Linked DNA regions of Mus musculus: regions 1 and 2 are each linked to region 3. A link is a contact called in public Hi-C and promoter capture Hi-C data. All regions are on one chromosome and are shown on one strand. Each heading gives the region's core, a stretch centred on a gene start, on an enhancer-like site or on the middle of the called end of the contact. The rest is flanking DNA. Distances are from core to core; before and after follow the strand shown. Region 1 holds the start of Nktr (natural killer tumor recognition sequence). Region 2 overlaps Snrk (SNF related kinase). Region 3 holds the start of 1700048O20Rik (RIKEN cDNA 1700048O20 gene).

Region 1 (3,315 bases), core at 141-2,640, 220 kb after region 3:
TGCAAAAAAAAAAAAAAAATCCGTGAAAAATCTCCAGAGTAAGTTTGGTAAATGCTAAATAAACTGCAGCTACAGTCAGGGTCGAAATGTTAGATGAGAAAAACAGAACGTTTAAGATCGCTCCAATCCTTTGTTCAGAACCGTCACCGTCTTCCTTTTATCCTAGAGCCTGAGTTTTCCTTATTCTGTTCCCTCTACTCCAGCCAGACCGGGACCTTCGCTTTCCCTCAAGAAACACAAGCGCTGTCTCAGAACCCAAGCTAACCGTTGGCTGCCACTACCAAGCACAGTTCTCAAAGGCGTCCCTCCACAGGTTCGGCTTCGCACCTACTCAAATGTCATCTTCTCAAGATGGCCTTTCTCGCTCACCGCCTGACTAAAACAGCACTACTGGAGGGAATGCGGTTTTTACCCCTTCACTTCCTGCCTCTTTCCCCCAGGACGTCAACATAAAAGAAGCAGCAGCCCTGCTTTAGTCACTGCTGCCCTTCCAGAGCCCAGGACAAGCAGCTCTCCTGCGAGTCCACTGCGACCTAAGACGTGGCGCACACCACACACCTCCAGTTAAGATCCCTGTCGGTTGAGAACCGCGCATCCGTACACATGTTCCTGCTCGATACACACGCGACCTTTACATGTGTGCGCACCGATGTGTGCAGCAGCCACCTCTCTGCACACAGAGACGTCGACGCCTCGGGATTAATGAATGGCTGCACACTGGACTTCCAAAAAAAAAAAAAAAAAAACCAAACATCGCGGCCGCAGCCTAGGAGCAATCCCGGGGCTACAGAACCCGCACAAGCCCTTCAGTCTCTCCTCTCCAGCCACGTCTCCCGGAGCCAGTACATTCTCGGGAAGGCTCCCGAGGGACAGCGGAGGGCAGCTGGCCGGCTCGTGACCGCGGCGGCTCCGCAGCTCTGGCCGGCCGAGCCCGCCCCGCCCCGCCCCCGCCCGGCTCCGGCTCCGGCTCCGCCGCGTCCACTTCCACCCCGACCCGGGCCCACAGAGGGGCCCGCCCCGCTCACCCGGTTCCCGGTTGATCTCGATGTCGAAGTGACACTGCGGCCGGTCCTGGGCGCCCATCGCGAGCGCAGCAGCGGGACGGCGGCGAGCTGCGGACAGGGAGGAGGGCGCTGAGGGCAGGCGGGCGGCCGGGCGGGGCGGGGCCCGGCCCGCCTGACAGGGACGCGGCCGACGAGAGGCCGCCCCACCCTGCCCACCCGCCCGCCCGCCCACCCCAGCCGCGGCTACCCGCGCTCCCGTCGAGCTTCTCACCTGGCCGCACAGCTCCGGAGAACGCCCTGCCGGCGCCGCCGGAGCCTAACGTCACCAACGGAACGCCACCTCTTCCCCGTGAGGGCCAGCCGGCGAGCGCCACGCCAGAGCTCGCGAGGCCGGACGCAAGCGTCGCGAGAGTTCGTCTCGCCGCCGAGCGGGGTGTGGGGTCGGAGTAGGCGGTCCGCGCCAGGGCTCTCGTGCCCCGCCCCTCAGGATCCCCTGTCCAATCCCGAGTGCGCAGACGTGTGCGAGCTGTCAACCACGGCTCACTCATGCAGCACCGCGAGATTTCTGATTGCGTGGCCAGTGGATGAACGCAGGGTGAATCCCAGGCTTCCGGCCGACGTGGCGGGTGACCTGTTCTCTCTCGTGGTTGATGCGGTCACGCTGTTTGTCTCGCGTTAAAAGAATCGAGGACCAGATGGAGCCAGATGTGCCTCCCTTGCCCGCCAGGGTGAGACGAGGCTGGCCGCCGGCTCGAGGCCAGCCTGGGTCACTTGAGGCTTTCTCAGAAATACAACGAAAGGAAACAAAAATCAAGGCAACAACAAAACCCCGAAGCAAAACACAAACCGTAGCGTTTACACCTGCGCACCAGCGCTTGGTGGGTAAAGGCAGGAGATTCAGAAGTTCAAGGTCAGCCTGAGATACCTGAGACCTGTGAAGAAACCAAACCAGTTGACAGGAGCGATGGTCTAGCAGTTAAGATGGTCTAGAGGCCGCTTTTGCATTGGACCTGGTTCAAAGCCCAGCTCAATAACCGCATGGTGGCTTACAACCATCTCGTTTCAGGGTTTCCATCGCGCTCCCCTGACCTCCGTGGACACCAAGCATGCACATGGTGCCCAGACATACATGCAGGCAAAACAGAAAGTAAAACCTTACAAAAGGAAAGTCTGTGAGCAATAATACACAGCCTTTAATCCCAGCGGCTCGAGAGGCAGAGGTAGGTGGCTCTCAGTCTGAGGTCAGTCAGTTCTACATATTGTCTTCCTGGCCAGTCAGGGCTAGGTAGATCCTGTCTCAAAACAAAAGGTACACAATAAGAATGTGCTGTTGGGGCTGGCGAGATGGCTCAGTGGTTAAGAGCGCCGACTGCTCTTCTGAAGGTCCCGAGTTCAAATCCCAGCAACCACATGGTGGCTCACAACCATCCATAATGAAATCTGATGCCCTCTTCTGGAGTGTCTGAAGACAGCTACAGTGTACTTACATATAATAAATAAATCTTTTTTAAAAAATGTGCTGTTGTAGAAAATTTTAATCACAATCAGTGTTGAGGTTGGGTCTGTTACATAAAGCAAAATTCCATATCCAAAAACCTAAACCTACGAGTGACTTACCGTCTTTCCAAGCTTTTGTACCTTGTTCCTTAATTTAAAACTGTTGGTTAAATAAAATTGGCTACAGCCAATTACTGGAGGGATTCGAGGTAGGTGGATTTTGAGTTACCTGGGTGGGAAGAGTAAGGAGAAAAGAGAGACCAAGTGTAGAAGGAGGAATGGGAGAGAGGAAGCCCCCATGGGGGGAGGCAAAGGATGAGCACACAGCCAGAAAAAACAGTCCATATCTGGGGTACACCCAAGGGAGGTAGCCAGGACAGCAGTTAGAAGAGTACATTAGGAGTTACCCTCCACTCATTTATTTATAAGCCGGGATAAGCTTAAATCGGTTCTACTATGTTGTCTCTGTGTTTGGAGAGATGGCTCAGCTGTTGAGTCCTCACTTACGATGGGTATAGTGGCACGCACCTTTAATCACAGCACCCAGCACTTAGTAGGCAAAGACAGGTTGCTCTTTGTGACTCAAAGGCCAGTCTGTCTACACAGAGAGTTCCAGGAAAGACCACAAAGAGAGACTCTATAGTGAGAATTTTGGTTTCTTAGAAAACCCAGTTATAATTGTGTGAATGTCTTTATTTAACCCCAGGTGTGGGATAAGAGACTACTCCACAGCAGGTGATTATGATTTGCCAAGTGCACTGGCAGGGGCATGCTTTTGCCAGCTGTAGATAGTTTACATTCAGAAGTCTAGGGA
Region 2 (3,468 bases), core at 246-2,745, 230 kb before region 3:
TAAGCACCTTGTAAAACAACACAATGTAATGATTTATTTATTTGTACGTGTATGGGGTATTTGCCTGCAGGATGTCTGTACACTATGTGTGTCTTGCCCAAGGAGGCCACAAGAGGGTATTGGATCATTCAGGCCTGGAGTCACTGATGGTTGTGAGCTGCCATGTGGGTGCTGGGAATTGAACCCAGGTTGTCTGTAAGAGCAGGCAGTGCTCTTGGCCTTTGAGCCACTTCTCTGGTTTAGTTTAAATGGACCTCTTACATTTCTGGGTAGAGAACAGACAACAGAAGTAGAAAACCCTGGGGAACTTTCAGTGAGTGAAGGTGGAGTCACATACCAGGGTGCCGGCAGGAGAGGTTCAGGCAGGACCAACACAGAGGCTAAGAAAGACTCACTCAGTCACAGAAGGATGCTGGGATCTTGGCTTCATGGCCAGGGTGGCAGAAAAACAGAGCCAAAATGAGACTTCCTCTCAAACTGTCTTTTATCAGATATTTTATCTCAGCAACAAAATTAGTGCAGAACAGTAGGCTCACTGCCATGATCAATCTGTGTGGGTCTGAGGCCTTTGGGACTATTTTCCAGGAGAAATGTGAGAGTTTTGGAACTTTGGGCCAGAAAAACTCTCAAATCCTGTTAAGTGGGGATCGATGGGTCATTCTGGAAGGAACCTGGAAGACAGGTATACTGAGAGAAATGAAGGCAGTGGAGGTCCCCTCATGAAGTTCCAGAGACATGACTTCCTTAGGAGCTGGGCTAGACGCTATTCAAAGTATATTCTAGCAAAGATCACCCATCTCCCAAGATCTTGAGATGAACTTAAGTGGACTGATTTGTTTGATGGAAGAAATTTCAAGACATTAGACCATTCAAGCTATGACATAGCTATTCCACGCTGCTGTTTTACATATCCATGGTGAAAAATGAGCAAAAATCTGGGCAAGATCTTTAAAATTCAGTTTGATGGGGGAAAAGATTTCAAGCAAATTAAAAAGTCCCAGACAAAGAGCATGCATACACCAGCACTGCTGTTGCTGTGGAGATTAGCACCAAGGAGACCAGTGCTCCTGCTAAGAAGCCCTAGGGAAAGACCCAACCTCATGGAGGGCCTGTCCTATGAAAACAGTGTGCTGTGCTCAGGATGGCAATGCACCTGCTTTCTCTCTGAGTTCAGAGATGTTTACTCTGAACCATTGTGTGCTGGAAGCTTGTTCATTTTACAGGTGCTCATGGCTGATACGGCTTTGCATTTCGGATGAGACTCGGGCTCAGGACCTTTTAGATATGCTGGAACTGTTAAAGACTATGGGGCTTCTGAAGTTAGACTGAATGCAGTTTGCATTGAGACAGCCACAAACCTGTCTGTCTCAGGGAAGGAAGGGGTAGACGTGCTGTGTTTGGATACCAAGCTGGCAAGGGACAGAGTAGGATCCAGGATCACCTAGGAGACAATCCTGTCCTTACCTGAGAGGATTATCTAGATTTAGCCTTGGGGAGAAGGAGGAGGTCTGTGAGGAATTAAAGATTAGCTGAGGTAGACAAACCTATCCTAATTGCCAGACAAATGAGAGCTGAGCAGCAGCACACACACTCTGGTTCCTGACTCTAGATGCATATGACAATCTATGGCTATCCCGAGCTCCCACCTCCATGCCTTCCCCACTATGGTGGACTTTATTCTCGAGCCAAAACATACCATGCCTCCTTTAAACTGTCAGCCAAGGTAAACAAGCAACCAGTACAGGCCGCTACTAAGAATTCCTGTTCGTAGAACTTCTGCCGTTGCCATTTGAGGAGCGAGTACCACCAGGACAGGAAGAATTCCAAAGGCTTGGGAGAGTGACATGCTGGCTAGATGTATCTATGTATTGAGTCAGAGGTGGTGGGTATGTGTTCCTGGGGGAGATATAGGTATGTCTGGAAGGCTTGCTGGCCTATGGTCTTGAGTTTGCACCAGTTAGTTAAAGTCAACGTTGACTCATCTCTTTGAGGCAGAGAGGAAGAGGAGTCTAGAAAGATGGCATATCTCTAGCTGGAAGAACCCAACTTAGCAAATTCTCTCACACAACTGATGTTGGACCCTGGGCTGTGACTGCCGAAGACCAGTGGGAAAGCAGAGGAAAAAGCAAGCTGATCTTGCCACAAGACCTTGTTTTGGATGTGTGAAAATGGATTATGGAAATAGTTACACAAACCATTGAATGCTCTAAAACTGACTGAATTGTGTTACAGTCAAATAGTGTACCACGTGAGATGTCTCTCAAGTCATTCCAAGATCTGTCTTCTGGATTTTGCAAATGAAGGTTATGCTGACCAGCAAAGTCACCGAGCCAGGATGCAGCAGTAAGAGGACCTAGTGTGCCAGCAATGTGAGGAAGTGGACTGCAGGTGGGGCAGCTTTTGGCTAGAGTGGCTGCCAATGACTACGACAGGCCTCATGGCTGCCAGGGAGAGGGCAGACCTTGGTACCACAGTAAAGGAAGGGCAGAACACGTGCGGACATACAAAGCAGACTGTGGGGGCGTGTGGCAGTTCTAATGGCTTTGTTTGCTAAAGTAGGAACCAGCCAAATGAGGACAAGCAGATGAAACAGAATTAAGTTCTGGATTCCTTCTGTCCAGACGGTTTAAAGGAAATGCTGCCCTTTGGATAGTAAACTAGGCCTCTCTGGTGCCACCTGACACCGGTGGATAGAACTGTTTTTTTCAGCCCCACCAAGTGAGCAGGGCCCACAGAAAGCAAACCGCATCTCCTAGTGCTGGACTGGGCATGTCTCATAAAAGGAACACAGACTCGGCTTCTATTGCTGAACATCAGTATGTCACTTTATTATTGGATTATTTCCCATCTGTCACATACCTGTCAATGTTCACACAAGGAAAAAGACTGGTCAGAACTAGAGGCATCTGACCAATTAGCTGACAAGTTTGTGTTCTCAGCACATACCAACTCTGGCTCTAGGACATCTTTGTTCAGGCTCATGACTATTAAAATTGGTGTCAAGATTGTCACATCTTTAAATACAGATAGAATTCCAGAAGTACATAATTATATATATATACACACAGAAAAATACAAGACTAACTTTCCCACAATATTTAATTATACACTACTGTAACTCGGCTAGGGGACGAGTCCCTGGCTACAGCAAGGACGTAGTTTGGTCCACTATGGGTGTGGTGGTTCTGCTCCTTCCCTCTGTGACGACACCCGTGACACTGTGACGACACCCCGTGACACACAACACATGCACAGACATCCACTTGTCAACAAATGGGTAAGACAGCACTCAACAGACATTGTGTACCCAGAGGGTCACCAACCACACACAACTAATAAGGCTATGACACAGCTCTGCAGCATAAATGGCCGACACTGCTGATCTAAAGTGAGCACCGTATATACACCTGAATAGAAAACCACTGGAGACCAAACGCAGACGGGTGAGTGCAGAGGCGCCGCTCAGAG
Region 3 (3,601 bases), core at 398-2,897:
ATATGATTTCAAATATTCTAGTACAGGGAAGCAAAGCAGTCTCGTTTCTTAGTTATATTTTCTGCTCTGGGTAAATTCATCCTTTAATAATTAGAAAGTAAGCCTGCTGTCGTTCAGAGGAGTGGATGGGCGAGATTTGTGCTTGAAGATAATACCTGAGATGTGAACAACTGCCTGTGGCATGGATATCTAACAGATAAAAATATGAAGAGTATAAAGGACGGTACAAAGAGCTAAGTCAAGACATTTTTCATATAAACATCGAAAACTGTTAGATCCAACACACATTAGGTGCTTTCTTACAAATACCTTTTTGGGAATTAACATTAACACACTAATCAGCAGCACTAAGGTTTAAGTCATGGAAGACACCCTGACAAAAATGCCATGTCCTCCGCTGCCTTGTCCTACACTTCAGGTCCGCCTGCTTAAGGCCCACTGTGCCATTTTCCTGCACAATCTTCCTGCCTGCATCTCAAGCTGTTCTGCTCCAAGCCTCTTCCTCACCGACCCGGGTGTCACCCTCCCTGCCCAGCCTCATTGGGGCCTCCATGTCTCTCCCTGTAGTTAGGCTGTAGAAGCCTTTGACCCTCAGCGCCCTCTTCCCGCCCAGGCGTCGCGTCCACAGCGCCCTCTTTCCATTTCAGACCGCGCCCCTCTCTCCAGCACCCCGGTAGGCAAGCCTGGGGCCCAAGAGGACCACCTTCCCTCCCTCAGGTCCATGCCAACCAAGCCTTCCTCATGTTTCCTCACACTCACCTACGGAGGGATTCTAACGGCCTCTCACCATCCACGCTCTCAGGTTTTAAAGATTCCTGGCCCGGAAATACATCATCTCACCGACCGGCCAATCCTCTGTGAGTCTCTCTAGGAATCTTGGAGGACCCCATAATCTTGATCGCGCTGTGCGTGGTCTAGCGAGAGTCAGGCTTCTTGACAAAGCGACCTCGTCAGAGAGGAGGCAAGAGCAAGAAGAAAGGTTGTTTATTCCACTGAGCAGTGGGCAGTGGACCTGCCCAAGTGAACTTAGGAGCAGGAGGGCTGACTCCCTATTGAAGATGCTAAACATTTTCCCACCCTACATGGCTCACCCATACAAGGCTGCTTTTCTCTGTTTCTAACTGAAGTTCCTAAGCAGCGCTACAAACCCCTCAAAGCGGTGGCCCGCCCCTCCTTCCTGTCCCAGCCTACAAGATGCCCACAGGAGCTGTCAAAAATGACGTCTCCACAACACCTCTTCTGCCTGCAACTGACACAGGTGGCACATTTCCTTTCCCACCTCAGCAGGAGCTGTCTGGAAGAAGCAAGCACTCTGCAAATCAGTCCAAGTGGCAGCCAGCCCCTCCTTCCTGCTCCAACCTATAGCCAGTAAGATGCCCCTCCGGAACTGTCAAAGAATGGCAGCAAGAGGACATTTCCTCAGTCTGCAGGAGGCTCATCCCCTTTCCCGCCATCAGCAGGAGCTGTCCCTCAAGAGTTGTCTATGGTGGCAACACCTTTCTTGCCTCAGCCTACAGCCTTAGGAACTATCTATCCCACAGGAGCTGTCCACAGTGGCAGCACCTCCTCTCCACCTCCCCAGCAGTTCCACAGAGATGCTACCTCAACCAAAGCCACCTGCAGCCAGGAAGGACCTCTCATCCTAACCCATAGGTCTAATGCAGGGAAAAGGTGGTGGGGAAAAAAGCCACCAATCACTGAGCAGGAGAACCCACCAATCACTGAGCAGGAGAACCCACCAATCCCTGAGCAGGAGAACCCACCAATCCCTGAGCAGGAGAACCCACCAATCCCTGAGCTCCCCAAACTCAGGACTTGAAATCTCACCAATCCTCATCCGGGAAATCTCTGCTCTGAAAAGCTTTGCCTCCTAAGAAATTCTACATAAGCCCTGCCCTTTGTCCAATTCTCTGCTGTCTGCTTCTGGGAACAGAGGGCAGCCAGCCATGTCTGGATTCATCCCTCCTTACCCTGAATAAATCTCTTTCATGAGACTTTCCACCTATCGTGACTCTCTCATCAGGAAAAGCCAAGAAGCAATAAAAAGATGGAACCGAGTGAGAAAGTGGAGCAGGGCTACCTTCCCCTGGGAGCTACAATGCCTCTGCTGAGGAGGCTTCCTATCGGCCGTGTCTCAGGGTTCCCTTCCACTGGGATACCTGACCCTTCCCCCTCAGAACTGTGCGGTTCCTGGGCTTCCAAGGCCCAGGTTTCCCTGCCATCTGGGCAGAACCACTTACAAGGACCTATAGGAGGAGTCAGAGGTGTGGAAGATCTGAATGTGGCTGGATTCATTTAGAAAGTATGGATGCCTTCCAAGAAACCTTGAGGGCCAGTTGAACAGAAGTCCAGGCTTGAACTAAGTGATCTCATTGTGTACCACAAAGACATTTAACATTAAAAAAAAAAAGTGGTGCAAAAAATTTGTAGACTTATTTAGACTGGGCTTCCCAGATGCAGACTCAAGCACCAGCAATGGGCGTGCTTGCCTGGCTCCTGCTGCCACCTCTGATATCTCCGAGAGGGGTTGAGCTTTATACTGTTCTATCTCTTACTCATGCTCAACTTTTCTTTGTTAGAGTAGAGATGCAGAGACAAGGGATAAGCAACTCCACAGAGCACCTGCCCTCCCCCCACCCCTCACTTATAGACCTGTGTCTACAGGTCAGGAAAGAGGTAATGTGAGGCTCTAGAGATGAGAAAATGAGGTTAGCCATTTCTAGGAGAGCTGAGCTTGCAGTGAGGCCACTGTTTGCGGAGCAGGGTATTTCAGCTGGCAGGTGGTAAGAATCAGGGCATCAGCTAAGGTGTGGCACATGGGGACAAGATGTCACTAAATGTGACTTGGTGCCACTAGAGCTGATATTTTCTGCCGTTTGTTTTGTGATGGGTTGGGAGAGCAATGGGGCCAGACTTCAGGCATAGATTTCAGAGGGCTGCTTTGGGCTGAATTGGGATGTTGCCATGGAACAGATTTTGGAATTAGAGATTTTGGAGGAGCCAGATGTTGTTGCCATGACTTTTGGTGGTGTCCTGAATCAAGGGGTTCAGTCTGAAGAGGACAAAGGGCTTAGATAGCCCATATCTCATTTATTATTTTATGTGTACGGGTGTTTTACCTGCATGTCTGTGCACCGTGTGCATGTAGTGCCCACAAAGGCCAGAAAAGAATATTAGGTCCTTTGGAATGGAGTTACAGGTGGTTGTTAGATGCCATGTGGGTACGGGAAACCAAAACTCAGTCCTCTGAAAAAGCACCGAGTTCTGTTAACTGCTGCTCCAACCCCTGGGTTAGTTTAAACCACAGGTTCAGGTGCTGGAGAGATGACTTGGTAGTTAAGAGCACTTGCTGCTCTTGCAGAGGAACAGAGTTCAGTTTCCAGAACCCATGTCAGGTGGCTCACAACTGTCTATGTCTCCAGTGCTGTCTTCTAGCCTCCTGGGGCACCATACATATATGTGCATACACATGCAGATACACCCACACATACGCATAAATAAAAATAAATATGCTTTTGAAAGACAGGATACAAAGGCTAATAATAGGGAAATAAGGAGAATAAATAAAAGGGTAGCCAGCCAGGGTTGCCATCACCCCCAT

The links. Promoter capture Hi-C pulls out the DNA fragments that hold promoters and counts their contacts. Hi-C and Micro-C count contacts between places; a contact is called where the count stands out from the background.
Region 1: a promoter capture Hi-C map of pre-B cells shows a contact between it and region 3. The contact joins the promoter of Nktr here to the promoter of 1700048O20Rik in region 3. A contact is called at or near these places in 3 of 39 promoter capture datasets (the C10 cell line, cranial neural crest and pre-B cells), 4 of 115 datasets of contacts at active chromatin or transcription factors (the 230-238 cell line, the SCID.adh cell line, extraembryonic endoderm stem cells and 1 more) and 1 of 9 other capture datasets (liver).
Region 2: a Hi-C map of stem cell-derived neural stem cells shows a contact between it and region 3, with 1.7 times the contacts expected there. The contact joins the enhancer-like site here to the promoter of 1700048O20Rik in region 3. A contact is called at or near these places in 2 of 39 promoter capture datasets (embryonic stem cells and hippocampal neurons), 12 of 484 Hi-C or Micro-C datasets (the N1E-115 cell line, brain, cerebral cortex and 5 more), 2 of 115 datasets of contacts at active chromatin or transcription factors (embryonic stem cells and pancreatic cancer cells) and 5 of 9 other capture datasets (adipose tissue, embryonic stem cells, liver and 2 more).

Annotation. Positions count from the first base shown.
Region 1 is chr9:121,717,256-121,720,570 of GRCm38.p6, reverse strand. It overlaps Nktr (natural killer tumor recognition sequence), which reads right to left and starts at 1,390. Exons shown (of 17, transcript NM_010918.2): 1 at 1,276-1,390; 2 at 1,026-1,112. The coding sequence starts at 1,083.
Region 2 is chr9:122,169,033-122,172,500 of GRCm38.p6, reverse strand. It overlaps Snrk (SNF related kinase), which reads right to left. Exons shown (of 8, transcript NM_001357775.1): 8 at 2,799-3,468. Among named protein-coding and RNA genes, the nearest start is that of Snrk, 54 kb to the right of the region's middle. Within about 2 kb of position 1,495, at least 15 of the 459 cell types and tissues checked have an H3K27ac peak or open chromatin away from gene starts, as enhancers often do. A contact at or near this core is called in stem cell-derived neural stem cells, where this site is marked.
Region 3 is chr9:121,935,321-121,938,921 of GRCm38.p6, reverse strand. 1700048O20Rik (RIKEN cDNA 1700048O20 gene) reads right to left here and starts at 1,647. Exons shown (of 5, transcript NR_033553.1): 1 at 1,603-1,647; 2 at 760-946.